2 separate regions of the Mus musculus genome follow, and region 1 is linked to region 2. Evidence: chromatin contacts called from public HiChIP or PLAC-seq data. All regions are on one chromosome and are shown on one strand. Each heading gives the region's core, a stretch centred on a gene start, on an enhancer-like site or on the middle of the called end of the contact. The rest is flanking DNA. Distances are from core to core; before and after follow the strand shown.

Evidence for each region. HiChIP or PLAC-seq counts read pairs in DNA pulled down with a chosen protein or histone mark.
Region 1: an H3K27ac HiChIP or PLAC-seq map of stem cell-derived neural progenitor cells shows a contact between it and region 2, with 6 times the contacts expected there. The contact joins two enhancer-like sites. A contact is called at or near these places in 1 of 484 Hi-C or Micro-C datasets (brown adipocytes) and 2 of 115 datasets of contacts at active chromatin or transcription factors (astrocytes and stem cell-derived neural progenitor cells).

The regions. Positions count from the first base shown.
Region 1 is chr1:194,735,092-194,741,636 of GRCm38.p6, reverse strand. All of the region lies in intron 4 of Plxna2 (plexin A2), which reads right to left. Among named protein-coding and RNA genes, the nearest start is that of Gm46202, 19 kb to the right of the region's middle. Within about 2 kb of position 1,641, at least 30 of the 459 cell types and tissues checked have an H3K27ac peak or open chromatin away from gene starts, as enhancers often do. A contact at or near this core is called in stem cell-derived neural progenitor cells, where this site is marked.
Region 2 is chr1:194,224,780-194,230,748 of GRCm38.p6, reverse strand. No RefSeq gene overlaps it. Among named protein-coding and RNA genes, the nearest start is that of 4930503O07Rik, 5.0 kb to the right of the region's middle. Within about 2 kb of position 4,013, at least 30 of the 459 cell types and tissues checked have an H3K27ac peak or open chromatin away from gene starts, as enhancers often do. A contact at or near this core is called in stem cell-derived neural progenitor cells, where this site is marked.

The DNA of each region.
Region 1 (6,545 bases), core at 392-2,891, 510 kb before region 2:
ATCAGATGTTTAGCTTTATTTTAGTTTAGTTTTGGAGACAAGGTCTTTCTAGGTAGCTTAGGCAGGAAATCTCCTTCCTCCTGCCTTTGTGTGCTACCATACCTTGCTTGAGAAATTAGGTCCTTTTAAGTCTTAGTCCTTGGAATCTTCAAGTATCCAAGTTCAGACCTGAGAAGTTTGGGGCAGACCTGTGTGGAGCCCAGGAGGTAGTCTTGCACTTGCTAGAACCAGATAGAGCCAGGCCTCAGGCCTCAGGAGAATGGGCGTTTTTGTTTTTTTTGTTTTTTTTCCTAAAGTGGGTATGATATATTGTGAGCAGGGCTTTTCCAGGGCCAATTCAGAGTTTAATGGAGCACTCCTTGATTCTTTAGTCAGTGTTTGCTTATTACTTCATCTTAACTAGGCTAAAGCTCCTCCAGTGAGTACTGGGATCTCAGATTCCTGGATTGGCTTAGGAGTTCTGAGATGAATTATATGGGAAGACTCGGACAGAAGGGCATCATCTCCTGCCCCTGCATGCCTGCTGCCTCCCTGGCACCCATGAGCTACTACCTCTGACTGGGTTCCACCCTCACACTCCACATTCTTTCCTGTTTGAGCTTATGTCTTATAATTACACTTCTAATGAATATAACTGTCCTATTAAGTCATTTACTTAAGAAATAGTCCTAATTAAAGATGACTCATGCTATGTTCTTAGCTCCTGTGGCCCAGGGGGCCCTGCATTGTTGGTGCCTTCTGGAACCTTAATTAGTAGGGCTCAGTGGGGTATACATGTGGGGTCTCTTCCCCCAACTCTCTCCACTCAGTACACTGGGCTCATTAGGGATATCCTAGGATTATGATTGGCTGTGGGGATAAGTCTCTGGGGGAAGCTACTTGAATCTTCCTTGTTCCTGAAGTTCTTGAAGACCATTCCTGAGACAGGATGATTCTGGGACCCTGATAAAACTTCCATACTCACACTGGGCAGATGCCTTGCACAGTTTCTGTCTACAGAGAAATGCATAAATTTCTAGATGCAAGAATTCCCAGAAGTAATAGAGCAAGACCTCAAAGCTGACTGTCCAAAAGGACAGAACACTAGTGTTCATCTGCTACCCTGTATGAAAACCTGGAAGGAGAAAAGTGGTTTTGATACCTGTACCTTCCAGATGAACACCTGACTTGAAAGTAGAAGACTTCTGTGATATAGATCATGCCTGAGTCCCAGGTGTTCAATGAACCTTTTGGTCATCTAATTTGTGAGACAAAGGGGTGCATTCTTTACCCTGTTAGAACCCATAGTTCAGTGGGAATCAAGACTCATTCCAGTGGAGTAAAAGCTATAATGGAGGTAAAATCAAGGTATAGTAGTGGCTCAGAGGCCAGGGCAGTAGCTAACCACTTGCTGCAGGGGTAGCAGCTGGAGTACAGTATTCAGAGTCTCACAGGATTCCTTTGGGACCATGTAAATGAGAGACAGAGTAGGAGGGAAAGGATAAGGGAAAGCTGTTCCCCAGACACTGAACATCTAATCCTCTGCTTCTCTGGAATTTGCTTGCCCCCTGCCAGATGGGACACCTGTCCCTACATGTGTGCCCTGCTCCTGACACAAAGAAAGGAACACAGGCTTTCTCCATGGCTGAGAGCCAGGTGACAGGGTGGGAGGTGTCATAGACAGCCTGGCTGGAGCATGCAGTTGCCCTAGTCAACAACAGTCTGATCCCCAGGGCCAGGGGCAAAGCACACAGCAGCTGAAACTGATGGAAATGACTCCCTGGCCTCTTTCCTCCCTTTGTGCCTTTTGTAGCAGTCCTTCCCTACAGATTGTTTTTGACCCAAGTTTGTAGGATTTCAGCTGAGCCCATTTTCTTCTCTGCCAGCACTAGAGAATCATTCCCTGAGTCCTGTATAGACAAAGGCCTACTGCAAAGGGGGTTAAATTCATAGAATGATCTCAGTTTGATCTGCCCAACTCCAAGAGAGCAGATCATTGCATTTTATTATATGCTATGATCCAGGCTGGATCCAACAGAAAATTAAGGCACCAAAGAGTTGTCTTCACTGTCTGTTACACTGAGTGGGAGTGGCTTTATCCCTGAGACAAGCTGTAAAGGCTCCTGCTGTGGGATAGGAAAGATAAATTTCAGGAGAGAGGCAATGGGCCAGATCTGAAGCAGAGTAGGTCTAGGAGGTTGGAGGCCTCCTGTACCTGCAGCAGAAAGCACCTAATGGTGCTAGCTGATGGGATATGGGATGGGTCTTGTTGTCTTGGTGGGAAGGCCTCCACCAAGTCATGTCACTGTTATAACTTGTTGCAAACACTGTGGAGAGCCCAGTGAGGATTCTGCCTAGCAACAAAGGGTCTATCCTGTTTCTACACCAATGGTAGTCAAGGTCCTCACAGAGAGTAAAAGGCTGCTAGTGGCTAGGAAAGCCCACCTATAGCTCTGATTCTCTCATGTATGCTTGAGATAGCCACTCTAAGTCACACCTCTAGACCTATCTTGTACTATAGCCCCCTTGGCCTGTCATGTCTCTATCCAAAATTACATACATGTATCTTTTTTTCTGCACAGGGACAAAGCTGATTGAGTACTGGGTATCCAAAGCCACCCAGGGACAGTGTAAAGGTGTGGAGGCTCCAGTAAGATCAGGTGGCTGACAGAGTGCTGGATGGCATCACCTTGCTCTGAGCTTAGGAGTCAACACAGGATATGGAATAAAATAAAGCAGCAAGAACAATTTTCTAATAGCTGCCACTGACCTAGTAGCTCCTACATACCAGACACTTGACATGTACAATCTTATTTATTCCCTATGCTTAACCTTATATAGACATGCTTGTAGTCTTGTTTTCCCATTAGAACACAGAGTCTCAGATAAAGTAAACTGTCAGGGTCACATGATTTGTCAGTGGAAGAAACAGAGTCCAGGTCTGTCTGTTTCCCACATAAAGGCAGTGGGCAAGAGCAAGAATTAAAGGAAAGCTTCTCCTTCCAGACTGTTCCAGGTCTGACAGCCAGCACATCCTTCCCACATACCTCTCTGCTACTTTGCTGCATCTCAACAGTGTTTTAATTGGTGAATCAGAAGCCAGAGAGCACAAAATGAGATAATAAAGTAAAGAGAGAGAGACAAATCACAGAGAGAGACAGTTGGCTGCTGAGGTGTTTTATAAGCTGATGATGACCATAATGGAAGAGCCATGAGCAGATCCCAGCCATGTGAGTCTCCTGAAGAAGAGGAATGATTTTATTCCTGTCTGGCCTGTGGTTCCCAGTGTGGCTCTAGGCTTTTTTGTGATGACCATATCAAAGTGGGGTAATACTACCAGACCAGATGATCTTGGGAATTACCCGGCAGGCAGCACTCCTCTGAGTCCATACTTTCAGCAGCCATCTTTTCTACCAATCAACACCCAGTAATGTAGTCATTATTATTTATCTTCATGACTAGATCTCTACCTCTACAAAACAATAATCACATCCAGATATCCTTAAAACTTAATAAATCAAATGCCATCAAGGACCTGCCTGTCCTCTAAGTTATGAAAGTCTATGAGCATTGCCACTAAGAAAAATGAGGTACAAACTCCAGAAACCCAGAAGTACTTCTTAAGCCTGTGGCTACAGCTTCAGAAATACACAGCTTCCTGACCCTGAGCTGATCTGAGGTCATGTCCTAAGACTCCTGACTATCTGTAGATCTGAGGGTAGAGCAAGTTCAAAGAGAAAATCTATTTTTAATGACTTGGGTGAGAGGGTAGTGGCTGAGTAATTCAGAGTAATTAAAGCTATTTATCACTCTGAGAGAAGTACAAAGTTGGTTGAGATTTTCAGACACATTTCCTCTCTTTCCTATGTTTCTGCAGAGGTCCTACAGAAGTCAAGATGGAAAGAATAGGAACTAGGCCTCTAGCCACAAACAGTGTGATTCAACCTTCTAGTGAGCAAAGGCCCCCTGAGCCCTGCTCTGGTATTGCAGTCAGGTAGGCCTTGGACTCTTTAGGAACTCTCTCTAGAGCAACAGACACTGTATATGCTGGTTAAGAAGTGGTTAGAAGACAGTCCTCATTTCAAGTTCAGTTCCTGCTCATGTTACCTATAGTGCAGTAAGCTTAGACCTTTTTGAACTTTTGTTTCCTTCCACACAATGGAAGCAACCATACTATCAGTTCTTCTTTGAGAAATATGTGACATGTCTTCATAAATAATGGACTTGTGTACAGTTGGTGCTCAATCACTCAACTCATTCTCCAATAGCAATCCTCTTAGAGGGGACAGCATGCACATGGGAAGGTATCAGGAGGGCCCAGCTTTTAGTGTTGCCAGTGTCCTTGAGCATTTCCACCTGGCCTCTCTGGGCTGAGCCTGTTCATCTACCCTAAAGGAAGAGGACAATACCTGGAGAACAGTACAGCCCCTCCAACTACTGATTCCTGACAGAATCCCATCATTGTACGGGGTCTAGGGTTCTGGGCTGAAAATGCCAAATTAAGCTTAGTCTCCTATGAATGAAGGTAAAACAGATTGGATAGAAAGGCAAGGGACAAAGCAGACACCCCAGTATCTTTCAATAGCACACTGTTTTTCCAGCAGGACTCCTCAGCTGGAAACACTAGGGAGGTAGAAGTGAGGCCCTTTCTAGTTTAGAATTCTGGAGGGACCTACAGAGAATCATCAGTAATGCTGATGCTGTGTTGTCTCCATGACAACAGTGGATTTATTCAGTTAGGGAAAACAGGTGGGATAGGAAACAGGAGTTGAGAAGGATTGAGAAAAAAGGAGCTAAGAAATAATTTAAACAGATCTCCTATCTTGAAGCTGGATGCCTGAGATTAGCAATATCCTAGTTCCCTATGGAGCCAGCATCTACTCATAACCAAGGAGAGGAACCTGGTCAGTCCCATCCTTGCAATCCATACTGGATCCTTGTCAAGAACTGCCTCCAGTAAGGCTCCTAGCCATGGGGTCCAAGTCCAGCCTTATCACATTGAGCTCAGATTTATCTGTGTTGTGCTCCTGCCTAATAGACCCTGGGCTCTGGCTTTGCCCTGTACTCATGGTTCTTGACTTCTAGTGACTGAGAAAGTATGAAAAATAGGCCACAAAGCTAAGTTTGACCCCAAATCCCCTTTATAGGAGAAAATGCCCATGGCCTTTGGTATAGGAAGGTGAGGTTAGGGGTCAGACATGCCAAGGGAAGAAGTCCAAGAGGAGACTAGTCAGGGACACAGGATAAGAATGCCTTTGAAGGGACTTAACTAAATGGCAGACTTTGGTGTCTAAGATGTAAACTGAGACTGGGAATCTTTTTTAAAGGGGGGAAATTTTATCAATGCTCCTGAAATTAGCTACTTTTGACAATAGTCAAAAGTTCTGGTCTGATTTCACAATGATACAGAAGCAGAAATTCTCAACAGACACCATACTCAACTTTTCAATTTTGATCATAGCTACACTGATGTACAGAAAGCTTCTCATAGTGTTTCATAGGGAAGCAAGATGAAGTTCTCAGTTACATGTGAATGAGTATGGACAACTGGTATTTCACAATGGATTATGTTACTAGTGGTTTTAAAGAAATGTAATACACACACACACACACACACACATTAAATGTAAATATAAAGGCACACACCTTTAATCTCAGAGCTCAGGAGGTAGTGACCAAACATGTCATTCTGAGTTCAAGACCAGTCTGGTTTACAGAGCGAGTTCTAGGACAGTCAGAGACACACAGAAACTCTGTCTCAAACCCTTCTCATGCCAAAAAAATCTCATTCAAGCCCCAAAACACCCATCTGTATGTCCATAAGCTATTCAACACCTCATTTTAAGACAGCTCCATGTGAGATGAATTTTGCCCAAGTGCAAGCTTATGTGGGTGTCCTGATAACATTTAAGGTAGAATTATATAGGATCGTCTCTTCTTCCTTTACTTGTTCTCCTATCTCCTCTTTTTCTCCTCCCTTCCTCCTTCCCTCCCTCCCTTCCTCCTTCCCTCCCTCCCTTCCTCCTTCCTTCCCTCCCTCCCTCCCTCCCTCCTTCTCTCCCTCCCTCCCTCCCTCCCTCCCTCCCTCCCTCCCTAACTCACTCCCTTCCTTCCTTCCTTCCTTCCTTCCTTCCTTCCTTCCTTCCTTCCTTCCTTCCTTTCACTTTTGATGAGAGAACAGGATTTCTCTATATAGCCAAGACTGGTCTCGAAATTGTGGATAATCTTTCTGCCTCAGTGCTGGAATTACAAATAAAACCATCATGCCAAGGATTGCATGCATCCTTGTAATCCTTTTTGATTTGATGCATCTATGAACCCATCACAAGCCCAGGATTAATGGTGTGTTTAGGGCTCTGCTTCCCTTGCCTTCCTCTGAGGTATTCCTCTTTAACTCTCCATATGCTGGAATTCTGTATATGAACACATGCTGAGAAGTGAGTCACGTGTCCAACAATCCAGGTTTTATTTTAAGCTCCTCAAGAATATTCTCTCTGCTAAGGACACCCATGTCTGGCTGAAATCTCTAATTTTCCTAGGATCCATGAGGTGACACTGTTTCAATA
Region 2 (5,969 bases), core at 2,764-5,263:
AAAACTCAAGACAGGGCACTTCTTTCATGGAATCTACCAAATATTAAAAAATAAAAAATGAAAAAAAATCATAAAACCAAGGCAGAAGGAAAAGCTCTTCTTGACTCTGGCTGTATTTACTACAAGCATGTTTCGCTCGCTGCAGGTAGGGTGAGTAAAAGCACCTTCTCCCCTGATCTTTTCATTCTGGATACTAACCTCACAGACACACCCCTGCATCTTTTATACCCGTCCATCTACAGCCAGCAATCTCTTCTCCTGGAGCAGAGTGGTGCTGTTTCCACTCAGGTATATCTGCCTGGCTATTAGGCTTCTTGTTTCCTAGAGCCAACAGACTTAAGTCTTGGAAAGGATTTTAATTGGTAGAGATGCTGATTGCTCTAACTGGCTAATGGGCCGCCTGGGAACATGTGTAATATTTATTTATGAATTAGACGGTCATGCACTGTGAAGTCCTATTTCCTCACAAGGACAGCATGCAGCTACCTTTGGAGAGTGTGAATTCTCTGCAGGCAGAGAAAGGAGCCAACACTCTGTTCCAGGGCAGGTGTGCAGAGGTGTCAAGAGGAAAAGAACAGTCCCACCAGACACTGGGCAGGGTGTCAGGGAGCAGGGAAAAGACAGAGTTCCAAGGCTCACCCTCCTTATTCTCTGCACCTGAAGGTGGAACTTTTAGCAGGAAATTACAGGTCAAAGGAATGTGTTCTTCCTGATTTCAACTGAATTTCTCAGTTTTCAGTGTGTCTGAAAGATCTTACCTTATAGACTGAAAATATGGTTAAACTAGTCTATGTCATTTAGGGAAGAATTCTAGCAGCTGATTTTCATCTTACTTCAGTGCAAGTGCCCTTCACTATGATTCTCAAGACAGTGGCTGATATCAAACGTCTGTTATAGACATAGCACTTTGAACCCCCCCCCCACACACACACACAGTGGCAAGTCTAAGGCCCATACTCTCACTGACCTAGACCCCAAATTGAGTTTTTAAAGATTCTACATTTAGATCTCTGTCCATTCCTGTGTTTTAACAATTCACAGGTGGTTGAATGACAAGGCTAGCGTGCTCACACACTTACACAGGCACCCACCCTCCCTTACCTGTTGGGAAGCTATCCCAAGGTCAAGTTACCAAGTGCAGATCTCACACCCTGGCTTAGTCCCAGGAGGCCCTCAGCAGACTAACAGTGAAAGTTGATGGTTTCCAATGGATGGCACTTTTTGTTTGTTTGCATTTAATTTTTAAAGTAATGAAAGTAAATCAAGTTCAAAATGCTAACTTTGTTGTTGTTGTTAATGGAATTGGAAAGTATAATGTAGGTTTCCTGAGGCTGAACAGCAGATTTAAATACAGGACTGGGGAAGCAACTCAGATAGAGCATTGCCTAGCATAAGCAAAATTGTGGTGGTCTATTAGAAGCCAAAGAGAAGGCACAGAGAGAAGAGCCGAGTGTCACACTTAATGACATTGTCCCTAATGGAAGGACCATTAGGAATAATAAACATTCTCATATTGCATTCTGCTGCCTTAGTCCAATTTTTCTTCTCTTTCCCAGAATCAGGGGAAAATAAAAAAAAAAAAAACAACCAAAAACATTTTTCAAAGAGTAGAAACCTCTACTGTAATAGTACACAAAATCTAGACACTGGGAAGCCAAGGCTAGGAGAGTGGGATAGGACAGATGTCAGTTCTACCTCTGACTGGAATTGTGACCTAGAGCAATCAATTTATTGATTGGTCTTAAGAATCTTTTATGACTAAGTTTGTTCTTTGACATTTTCCTACATGTACACAATGCATTCTGATTATTCTCATCACCCTACCCCTTTTACCTATCCCTATAAGTTCTTATTCTGTATTCATATATATGAATATATATGTAAATATATATATGTGTGTGTGTGTGTGTGTGTGTGTGTTTTGTTTGGTTTTGAAACAAAACAGAACATCTCTGTGACCATGGGATTGGGTAGGCTCAACAGTGATTATTAAACCACTAGCTGTGATTCCTCTGATAGTGGCCACTAGTTCAGTAGGAAGCCTGGTCCCCTTGAGACTCTCATCCATGCTTAGCTGTTAACTGTCCCACTCTGTGCAGACTTTGGAAAGGCAAACACAGTTTAATTGTTTTCTTAATTCAAATGGTTATATCATGTCTGGAAGATGACCCCATATCCTCCCATGTTTTGTGTCTTGTATTCCTTCTCCTGTCCTTCTTCAGTGTTTCCCAGACCTGAGAGGGGATAGTATAAATGCCACATTTATAACAAAGCATTTAACTTCCCCTATTCTCAGAACCTGGAATGGTCATATGTATCTGTGTCCACTGCCTTTCATTGCAGAAACTTCTCTGTTTAAGCCTTGAATTTTTCATGGACAAATTCTAGTGCAGACAAAAAGTAGTTCACATGTCCGTATGCTGGATCCGCTAATGCTGTCACTTCTTCCAGGCCTTCCAGATCTGTTGTGTGTGCATAGAAATGGGAGAAACAGGAAATACACTTTAAAACAAAACATTTTCACAGTGGAAGAACCAAAGGAAAGGTAGAGTCTGGAAGCCCTGAAACTTTAAGCTGGCCCAAGAAAGAGGGAGAATGCCAGGGCTGGAAGCCCTGAGCTGACCAAAGAGGTTCTTGGTAGAAGAAAGCAACGGCATTAAAAAAAAAAAATACAAACAAACACCTAGTTAGAACAGAAATCAATATACTGAGGAGAAGGCAGCCAGCTAGATCAGCCACCAGGGTCTCTCTGTCCTGAGGTGGCTTTTGGCTGTGTTGCTTTAGTAGTGCTTTGTTCATAGGCTCCTAGATCAGCTTGCTCTTGGAAACAGTTGCAAAGCATATACACAAAAAGAGAAAAATGTATCTGCTGGTAGACTTAACACTGTCCCCTGGACTTTAGCCTCCTAGAGCTCTTTTTTTTCTCCTTTCTTTCTCTCCTTTCTTCTCAGTCCCTCCCTCACTTCTTGAGGTCCTCCCTCCCTCCCTTTGCCTTTCTCTCTTCCTCTCTTTTTGCTCTCTCGTCTCCCTCTACCCCTCCTCATCTTCTTTCTCCCACCCCTGCTCCTTCTGTTTCCTTCCATTCCATTTCTCTTTCCCCTTGTCCTCCTTCTTTCTCTTGACTTTTTTCTCTATTTTCTGCCTTCTCTGTCTTCAACCATCTGACCCTCTGTCTAGGTGAGGGGTCAGCCTCTTACCTTTAGTAATATCCTACTTTTCTGCCACCAAAAAAATCCCTGCAGATCCACACACCTCACATACCTAAATTATTGCTGTGGTGTCTTTATCAATAAGTAATTTTAAAAAGAGAACCCTGGGCATCTCTTGGTAGCAATCAGCAGAAAAACTGTTCCGTGAATTGAGTGGAAGGAGGCTTCCTTTGATGGGTATCAGATATGTTTTTAGTTTGTGTGGTGGGGGGAGAGTTGTAAAAGGAGGTAACCAGTAAAGAATGGTGAAAACTCAACCCCATTTCATTAAATCCTCATGAATATGCAAAAGAGGACTAATTGCCCTCTTCAAAAACTAATCATTCTGAATTTTACAAGTTGAATTATAAAAACCTGACACACTTATTTTTCTCTTTTATTATATTTGTAAGCATTACTCCTTTCTGCAAAGGAAATCAAATCCTATTTCTGTCAGCTGCTCTGGTTCCCCCTCCCCCTTTCTGCTGCGACCTGCTTCTCCCCTTCCTCTGCCTAGCACTGCTGCAGCCTGGCCATGTGTATTAATTGCCCTGTGAGAGGCGCTTGCAGTCATTAGAATTCCCCGTTCAGAACTATTATCTTGTGCCATTGTGCCTTTGCATTATATTTATTTAAATGTGCCTCTTCTGAATTAGCTCATTTTTAACAGCTAGCCATGCCTGAAATATCGTCCCATCCAAGCTGTTCCCATATCATTTTTCTTTCCTTGGTGGAAGAGAAGTCTGCATCCAGCCTTCCATTCCAACAGGGCAGCTTTGTTAGGAGCCAGAAGCTGCTTTGTGTGGCAGCTTCCTGGAAAGAACTCTCTGCTCAGACCCTGTATGTAGGAAGATAGCCTCCAGAACATACTAGACTCTCACTAGAGGAGTGTCTTCTCAGGGACGGGCTGCAGGTTTCCTACCATGTGATTTTCATTGAGGAAAGAAGATGTCTACACAAGTTTCTAGTCGTTTCTTGAACTTTTGCATTAGAGATTCCCAAGTTGATGCCAAATTCTTACTGGCAGATACTCAGGAGCCATCAGCTGTCTCCAGAGTCACCCCGACTCAGGGCAGTGTAATGAATTAAATGGTCACACAAGTTTTCTCTCAGGCCTCCACTTCCCAGGGCTGCTAAGAAAGTTCTGGCTGGAATGGGAATTTCTGTTTCTGTACTAAGTCTAAACTGACAGGCCTCCATATCAAACTGGTTTTTTGTTTTGTTTTCTTTTGTTTTTTTTCCTGTTTTTCCTTGTCTACCTCATGTGCCCATCTTCCCATTCAGAACAGACAACATAGTTTAAAGCTGAGCAGAGACTATATTCTTTTGTTGTTGGTGGTGGTGGCAGTGTTTTATTAATAATTAATTAATTTTACATCCCAACTGCAGTTTCTCCCCCCTCTTTTTCTCCCATTCCTTCCTCTTTTCACCTTGCCTCCCATCCCCCATTCTACTCTTCCTCCTCCTTTGACTTCATTATTCTTACAACTCCAGACTTCAGAGAGATTTTTCTCTGGACCATTGCTGCCCAGCTCATAGGATCTCTATGTCTCATTTGCATAAAGGCACACAGCCAAAGACACAGCATACCCCCCCTCCTGTAAGTGGGGGCTTGTGGTCGTCTCATCATGCCCTCATTATTCCTTTTATCTTGTGAGGAAACTGGAATAAAAGGCCTTAAGCAAGGTTAATAATCTAGTGAGTAGTGAAGAATGAATTTGTGCACAGGTTCATATTAGATTTATTTTCTTCCCACAACACCAAGCTGGCAGCATTGGAAATAAAGTCGATATGTTGGCATGAATATTTGGCAGAGAACATCAGGAAAGGCATTATGGACAGGGTGGGCCAGATGTTTGATTTAAAGCTGAAGAGAAGTGCTTTGTGATATGGGGAGAAAGATAAACACATTTGTCTCTGTAAAAATAGTAAGTTCAGACGCCAGCATGCTTGGGGGGGGGGGGGTCTTGCAAGTTTTATAAGATGTATTGAAGAACAGCTTTTGGGAACTATCATGAAAGTCCCCCAAGCACAAAAATATTTACCCAGAATGTCTGGTTCATAACCAACCCTTTAACAAGGTTTGTGAATGAACATGAGATCTTGCTGCCCATGTTCATAGAGGCATACATGCTTCTACAACTTGCACACATGAGTGTGGGGTCTCCAGATCTGGGGTCTAGCACCAACACAGTGCTATCATCTTGGCTGGCTCTGAACACATCTTCTCAACGTGCTGTGTGAAGACTGACAGGGGAAGGAGCTCCCTGGTTCCTCTGAGTGTCGAAGATCAAGAGGAGGGAGACCAGCATAAGATGAAAATCTTCTGGCTTTTCATTTCCCTCAAGAACAGACTGGGGAACAGTGTGTTCCCCCACAGTGGAGGTTACCAGACTTCCTAAATTCTGAGTAGAAAAGGGGGTATCTTTGTGAACTGAAACAGACTGCAATTCATTCATGAGGAAAGAACTCAACATATTGCCTGATAGGGATCTGGGGTAGGAATGAGCCCAGAAATGCTTCTCTGTTGTCTTCCTTGGGTAAAGAGCAGGCTGAGGCATAGGCATGAGCTTGAGAAGATGCAGCACATGTGACCTGTTCGGCTCATCCCTCAGTGCAGCACCAGGAGCAGTCTAGTCCCCTCTTTCTCTGACCCCCTCCCAATTCTTAGAGGCAGTACCACAGAGCTTACATCCTGCTTGATTTCCTATCTAGGACTCATCTGGCACCAGAGGCAGCCTATATTGGAGGAAGGGAAATCTCTTTCCAACCTCCATGTAT